Linked DNA regions of Zea mays: region 2 is linked to region 1. A link is a contact called in public Hi-C data. All regions are on one chromosome and are shown on one strand. The core of a region is the stretch at or near the end of the contact, and the rest is flanking DNA. Distances in the headings are between cores, read along the strand shown. Region 1 holds the start of LOC100384690. Region 2 has its middle 50 kb from the start of LOC103630482.

Region 1 (3,995 bases), core at 396-2,895:
TTTTTGTCGCGCATGTGGGTCGCGAAAAAATACGAGCAAGGAAGGGGATTCTGTTGGAGTATGGAAATCAGCGTTTCTTCTATAAAAATGGTTTATGGAAGCCTTTGCTTGTTTTCTTGGAGATGCTCTTAGCTTGTGTTGCTTGGTTGGAAAACTAAAGCTTGTGTTGCTTGGTTGGAAAACTAATACTACTTGATCGGGGTTCACCATATACTACAGGAGGCACTCAGACGATCTCATATATTAAGTAATTACAGAATGATAACATGCACTGGTTACTTTGCTGTTTGCTTCATTTCAGAGATGCAAATGAATCTCAAAATGCTAGCGTTTTTTTCCTCTTCCTTTGTGCCAACTTCTATCAAATTATATAAGTATATATGCTTCAACATTATTTTTTAATGGGACGGGAGTCAGTAAGTTAGGTACACGGTAAGTACTGTCTCCAGAAATCCAATCTTGACCTTGTTTATGTACTTTGGCAATGCGTAAAAAAAATTAAATGTTGTGTTGTCAGTAACCATGTATATTCTGACAAACAAAGAAAAAGTGGCGCAGCTACATATATTTGAGATCTAAGAGGGCACAAAAAAATAGTTGCGGAAATTAGAGAGTTGTTATATTTCAGGTGCCCACCTGAAATATAGTATGTTTTCAGACAACAACCTTCACTGTTAGTTCATGAGCATGTAAAGCTGAGCATCTTAATACAGGAAAAAAATAAGCAAAAAGATGGATACAGTATCTTTTGAAGAGAAGATAGAAATCAGGCATCTGACCATTAGTAAAAAAGTGGAAATTAATCGGTACAACCTAGATTTTCTACAAGTTTGCAGGCAAAACTGGGCAGCCACGTCATTGCAATTTGCAACAACCCAGGAAAAGCCTGTCACTTATTCATTTGTCAACCCATCCGGCATGTTCATTTGGCAAAAGGATCTACTATTCACTGAAAAAAAAACAATACTCCTGCTGTCGACACTCGACAGCTTGTGGTACTGGTATTACAAGTTTCTTTTATTGATTCACTTAAGACTCCTGTTCGAGTCATACTGCCTGCAATACAGAATTTGCGGCTGTTGAGTGCTGACATTTTATTGGGTTCTGACACAGATCTTGGTTGCATACTTTTGTATATTTATCTCAGATCTCATTTTACTTCAGATAAGAACAGAGCACATGCAGTATCAGCAATCCTATCAAACCTCTCGGAAAACGACAAAGATCACTGCTGCTCTGTGCCAAAGGACTACCAAGAAGACCGCATTTCTCAAAACAGTAAACAAAAAATGTTTTAGTTACGAAAAATGCTAGTAGTTCGATTCTTCGTATTTTAACTGATCACCAGGGCGACAATTGGTGCAGTTTTTACCGAAAAAATATTGAAATCCGAAGGTAATTTACAGTTTTTTTTGTTTTTCTTTTTGGTCGTAGCAGTATAGTCCTTCCCACAGAACTGAAGACTGGAGTGGCGATGGGGGAGCGGCACACGTACTGGGCGATCGTAGAAATGAAAGAGGGATGGGCTGAGGAACTGAGCGCGCTTCCGGAAGATCTCGGCGCGCGGCCCGTTGTACGGCGGCGGCGTGTAGTCGAAGGCCGGCATCTTGGGGAAGGCGCCATTCGCTGGCGCGGGCGCGGCGACGGCGGCCGCGGCGAGCGCGGCCTGGAGGAGCCTCCGGGAGGAGGCGAGGCGCTGCATGTGCTGCGCTGTGGTTTTCTCCCTGCGCGGTTGGTTGGTTGGGGGGGGGGGGGGGGGGGGGGGGGGGGGGGGGGTGGCGGCGGCGGCTACAGAAGCGGCGGGCGGGTGTGTGAGTCGCTGGTTGATGTTGGAGGAGGGCCATGGCGACGCCTATAAATAGATGGCTAGTTGGTGAGATGGTTTGCGCTGCGAGACTGCCAGGTGGGACATAGGAGGACGAAACGTATCGGACGGCGTACGCCCGGTACTGTTGGAATTGTGTATACGACCGTAGAAAATATTGTTTTATATTGTAAAGTAGATTTTGAAATATGGGATAAGATAGAAGATCAGAGATAACGTAAGTGCGGTACCGTTGAAATATCCAGCTTGTTCGCTGTGGCTTGCTGCGGCTGCAATCCGGCTGCGGCTGCGGCTTCTACAGTATTTTTCTCTCTATGGATTGCAGCTGCAGCAGTCCAAACAGCTGCAACAGTGTCGGCTTGTAGCCAGCCGAACACGCCCATCAATTGTAAAAGCTAACTTCAAGAGGTTAGCCAAAAATGTTAGCCAAATATACTAATTTAGTTATTTTCTAAAATAGATTTTACAAAAGAGTAGGTTAATTTCCAACAAACTCTGTAAAACCAACAAAACGAATAGCGAGTGAAGCCGTCTGTCCAAAAACAGAGAGGAGGTAAAGGAATAGAGAGCTATTAAATTTAAAAAGTCATTTGCATAGTCTATTGAACAAGTTTTTATTTAAATAATAGCCAAATTTATCTTCACAAAACGATATGGCTAGTTTCTAGGAGTGGCTCTAAGGTCTTGATTCTCACCTCCTAAGCTTTAGAAATTAAATTTTAGTATCTCTAATTTCTAAACTATTAAACAGAATGACTAATGGAAACCTAAACTTTAGTCTTTTAACCACTAAGAGAGTGAGTAAAGGTGTATGAGGGGGGTGTTTGCCATGGTTCTAGATCAAAACTCTGGAGTGCACATTCTATGGAGTTTTGAGAGCTGTACAAATCTCTAGAGTGTCGCTTTTGCTATGCTATAATCCTTAAAAAGCAACCTAAACATGGAGTTTGAAGGACCGCCACTGTCACTGGTTATAAGAAAGAAATCTAAATTCTGGAGCAGAGGTGCTCCACCTAAAGCTTTGGAGCCATGCAACGATATGGGGATATATCAAGTTGTAAGGTAAGTTATCTCCACCTAAGGATATCGCCGGAACCATGAACCAAGGAGAACGAAATAATGTACAATGATCCATGGTAAGCGTCCATGGGTGAATGATTAAAGTGACAATTGGTTAAGCCAAAAGTTCCAAATTGAGTCATTGTCCTTGATACCAATTGAAGAAACACTTGACACCTAAGAGTAGGGTGAATTAGGCAATCTAATTTCTCTTTTGCGAAAGGGCCTATATATGAGTTAGTTAGGTGGTCTGAGTATCGTTGCTTAGGTCCTGAGTTCAACTTCCAATGGGAGCAAATTTTAGGCTAAGTTTAAAAAAATCCCCTCGACTATCTCACGCCAAAGCACATGTCTAAGGTCAGATTCCCATTGTGGTAGTTCCCACATGGGCTAGTCGCTCTGTATGGGGGCAACGGTTTAGGATTTTTCTTGACCTGAAAGGTCTATATTTTTCTAAAGGGCCTCTAGCTGAGTTAGTTAGTTGGTCCAAGTAGCACTCCTAAGGTCCTAAGTTTTTGACTCCCTATGGGAGTAAATTTAAAATTGTGGTTAAAATTCCCCTTGTTTATCCCATGCCAAAGCATAAGTCTAAGGTATGATCCTGGTCGCAGTCATTCTTATATGGGCTACAGTGTCGTTGTGTATGGGTGGGGTAGAAGTTCGAGGTTTTCTCGATTTGTGTGATAATGTCTTCTTAATACAACACTCATGAACTGTCTTACCCCTGCAAGTTGAGTTTTTAAATTTCTCTCTTAGTCTATGGCATCTATTTTTATCCTAGTCAAAACCTATGCAATAAAACGAGGCTTTCTTTGCATCTAAGGTTTTGACTAAGTGTTGTTATCTCGATCGCAAAAGAGTTATACAATCTAAGCTCCAAACCTATCTAGTTGTCAATAACTAAGCTAGGAAGGTAAAGCACATAACCAAGGTAACAAAATATAAATGCTAAAGCTTAAATGCGATAAACATACAAACTCTCATTGACACGCTAGTCTTTTATTAAAGTATCAAGAAACATGCAAGCTTTCTCCTAATCCTTATTAGAGCCCTAGTCAAGTGAATGCCCATGTGAGGGCCAACCACTCGATCAGGTAACTCCGTAGATAGC
Region 2 (3,995 bases), core at 816-3,315, 72 kb after region 1:
ACGCCTTTTTGGAGCGCCAAACACTCAACAAGAACCGTGGCGGTGCCCTCTGCACAGGGGCGGACGGTCCGCGCGCAGGGGCCGGACGGTCCGCGGCCTGGTGCTAGGCGCGACGGTGCTCTCTGCACAGGGGTGGACGGTCCGCGCGCAGGGCCGGACGGTCCGCGGCCTGGTGCAAGGCTAGGGCTCCTGCCTGACGGCCGGACGGTCCGCGCGTGCGCAGGGGCGGCGGAAGATCGCCGGCGGCGCCTGGATCTCGCTCCCGGGAGGGACCCCGTCAGGGAGGAGAGATCCTAGGAGTTGTCTAGGCTCGGGCCGGCCGACCTAGACTCCTCTAATCGGCGTAGAGGCGAAGAGAGGCGAAGAATTTGGGGATCAAGAAGCTAAACTAGAACTAAACTAGAACTACTCCTAATTGTACTGGAAATAAATGCGAATAGAAGTTGTATTAATTCGATTGATTATTACAAATCGGCCGTATACCTCTCTATTTATAGAGGAGGGGGCTGGACCCTTTAAACAACTGGATTCCGAGCTAATCCCGCGAATCTAACTAACAAACATAGCACAAAACTCGGAACCCTAATTTGCTCTGCGCACGCGCGGACCGTCCGGCCCACAGGCGCGAACTGTCCGGACCGCGGACTGTCCGGCCTCAAGGCCGGACCGTCCGCGTGCTCATTTTGGTGCCAAACATTTAGCAATCGATAACATGTTGAAAAAAACAGAGAGATCAAAAACTTTGTGTGGTTTTGCTATCATCAAAGGATATAATTATCATTTGTGAATGAAGTAATCATTACTGCAGATTAAGAAACAAAGCCGAAGTTTATGATATGTAGCACCTCGCTCACCTAATATAGCATAGCTTTTTAAATTAAACACCTAGAATTAGGTTTGGAACTGACATCTTATTAGGCTACCTCCAACAGTTTTACTTATCTTATCTCTCATTTCACACAACGGGAGCGGCCGCCCCTTTGTAGGGATGGTAATGGGTAAACTATCCGCGGATAGTGTCTCTAGACATCCATATCCGCGACTTATATCTCATATCCAAACTCGTATCCGTTATCCGCTACGAATAAAAAAAACAGTATTCATATCCGTTACCCGCGGGTAACAGATATCTACGGATATATCCGTTTGCCCACTACACATACAACATATTTAAATCCAGCAAATTCAAATATGATAACATATTTGTCCAGCAAATTTAAATATGATAAAAACATACAACCATATAGAATTTGTCCAACAAATCAAATCTGATACATGTATTAAGGCATACAGCGAGCAATATAAAATTGTCTAGCAAAATCAAATCTAAATTGTTCAAATTGATAAAATTACAAACACACAAGCCACAAGAATCAACACCAAAGACCAGCTGGTTATTCAGAATTAGCAGCCAACACACAAGATTCTTCTTTCATGTCTTCTTCATTATCTTCAAGGCAAGACCAAAAACTATTGAATCTTCCATCACTAGCACCTAAAATAAAGTTGCATGCACATTAGTATCTATATACTTCAAATATAACATATTGGAAAAATGAAGAAAGGTTGACCCAACATGTCAGGTTACTTTAACGGATATTCGGGCATTCGGGTATGGATACTGATTTTTCGTACCCGTTTTAAAAATATCCACGGATATCAAATGCTACCCGTATCTGTATCCACGGGTACAGGCTCGTACCCAAAACCGAACCAAACGGTTTTTTTATACGCGGGTACGCGGATAAATCACATCCATTGCCATCCCTACCCCTTAGCCATAAAAAATGTCTGCTTATTTTTTACGGTAAGTCGATGCCGTCTGTAGTGTCATATAAACAATGTAATCACAAACAATGTTTTATACAGCCATATACAACATATGATACCATAGCGCATAGACCATGGTATTTGATGGAAAGCAAAATCTACGGTAGTTCTTTTTCTGAAATAGAAATCTACATGTGATAATCATGTGACGAAGCCGATGGATAGTGGCAGCAACGATAGATACCATACCACACGTGCAGCCTGCCAGCCTAGCTATCCCTACCCGGTGGTAGTGGCAGAAACGTTTGATCAGCTGATGTCATGGATGACTCACTCAAGGAATCCGCCGCTGGGCACTGCCGAGTGCTGACTCACTCGTCTGTACTTTTGTTCTGTGTCCCAGCCAAACAATAATAAAAGCATCTGCACTCATGTGATATATTTATATCGAAATCATATAGTTAGATCAAAGGCAAAAAAAATACTTAAATTGCGTAGATGTTGTGCAGAGATACACTAGAGGTAGCTCTCTGAAACAAGAGTAACCAATATTTGTGCGTGCTGTAAAAAAACAACAACATTTGTGCCCAGAATTGTTCAGCGTGTACAATTATACGCACATAAAATAGAATAAAAGGCCAACCTAGCCAATCAAAAAAGAAAAGAGGTGGTAGGTCAGAGGAAGCGAGAGAGGGCGCGAGTGTGCACTGGGCCTGTTGGGCAGGTCACGACTATGGGCCAGTAGCCTATCGGCTATCTGTCGCTCCAGCGGATCCTCCAAACGACAGACCAGGCCCAAGTCTAGGCAGCTCAGCAGCCTGCGCGGGCCGCATCCTCGAGCACCTTCACCGATTATGGGCTGGATCGACGAATCCCTCCACCTACCCGTACGTGACGAGCCAACGAGGCTCAGCTCGGCGATTCGACCGGGAAGCCTACGTCATCGAGCCTGTGCCGGCAGGCGGGCGGCACCGCCGCACTAGGAGCGCGCCATGGGCCGGCCGGTGCACATACCTTTCGCCCCAGGGGATGATGATTTCAATTCCCCCGCGCGCGGTCCCGGGCGCAATGAGTATGCATGGCACCGACGAACTCAGCTCGTACTACGTACTTCGCCGGCAAAGTAGCCACGCCGCGTTCACTCCTGGTCCTGGGCACGGACGACGACGACGAGCGGGGTTCAGGAAAAGCGCGCGCGGCAGTTGGGGCACTAGCGTGCGAGGCACGATACGAGCAGGCAACTTCACGCGGACGCTAGGCGCGCCTAGGCCCTCGCCTCGCTCGCCCCACAGGCAGGGTCTCGGGCCGACATGGATGTTGGAGACGAAGGGGAAATGCATGCTCAGCCTTCAGGCTCTGCTACTGGTACAGAATCTTCGATCTTCGCCGTCTGAGATGATGCGTGCATGACGTGGCTTGGGAGTTAGGAACGCGCGATCGTTTAGGTGTTCTTTGGTTAATAATTTTGAATACACTGATATCAATTTCTAGTATGGTATCTGATTACGATCAAACTTCAACTAACATGTTTTAACGTTATCGGTTACAAATATGTGAAGCAAACGACACCTTTAGACTATTTGGTTTGAGGCTCTTAGCGCCATCTCTAATGGCTCTCGTATATCTCAATCTCTTTTATTTTAAACTACACCCTGTAAACAATATTATCTAAAATACACAACAATATTTTGCATGACCAACTGTCTAAGCGTACCATAGTTCGTATTTGGTCTACTATTCCAATTAAGACACGTCATATTTTTCTTAGCACTTTGTTTCATACGGTGTAGCCTTATTGTTGACGCCTTTTTTGGAGCACCAAACACTCAACAAGAACCAGTGGCGGTGCTCTCTGGTCAGACGCGGATGGTTCGCGGCCAGGGGCCGGACGGTCCGCGACCTGGCGCAGGGGCTGGCGTTCCCTGCCTAACGGCCGGACGGTCCGCGCGTGCGCAGGGGGCGGCGAAGGTCGCCGGCGACGCCTGGATCTTGCTCCCGGGAGGGACCCCGTCGGGGAGGAGAGATCCTAGGTGGTGTCTAGGCTCGGGTAGACCGACCTAGACTCCTCTAATCGACGTAGAGTCGAAGAGAGACGGAGAATTTGGGGATTGGAAGGCTAAACTAGAACTAGACTAGAACTACTCCTAATGCATAAGGTAAAAACGAGTAATAGACTTGATTTGATCGATTGTTGGGGGTTCAATCGGCCGTAGCCCTTCATCTAT

Evidence for each region. A called contact is a pair of places that touch in the nucleus more often than the background predicts.
Region 2: a Hi-C map of leaf shows a contact between it and region 1, with 7 times the contacts expected there. The contact joins the enhancer-like site here to the promoter of LOC100384690 in region 1. A contact is called at or near these places in 7 of 25 Hi-C or Micro-C datasets (bundle sheath, ear, endosperm and 3 more) and 1 of 3 datasets of contacts at active chromatin or transcription factors (seedling).

What each region holds. Positions count from the first base shown.
Region 1 is chr6:164,696,483-164,700,477 of Zm-B73-REFERENCE-NAM-5.0, forward strand. It overlaps LOC100384690, which reads right to left and starts at 1,646. Exons shown (of 9, transcript NM_001177167.2): 1 at 1,496-1,646. The coding sequence starts at 1,606.
Region 2 is chr6:164,768,491-164,772,485 of Zm-B73-REFERENCE-NAM-5.0, forward strand. No RefSeq gene overlaps it. Among protein-coding and RNA genes, the nearest start is that of LOC103630482, 50 kb to the right of the region's middle. Within about 2 kb of position 2,066, at least 18 of the 20 cell types and tissues checked have an H3K27ac peak or open chromatin away from gene starts, as enhancers often do. A contact at or near this core is called in bundle sheath, ear, leaf and 3 more, where this site is marked.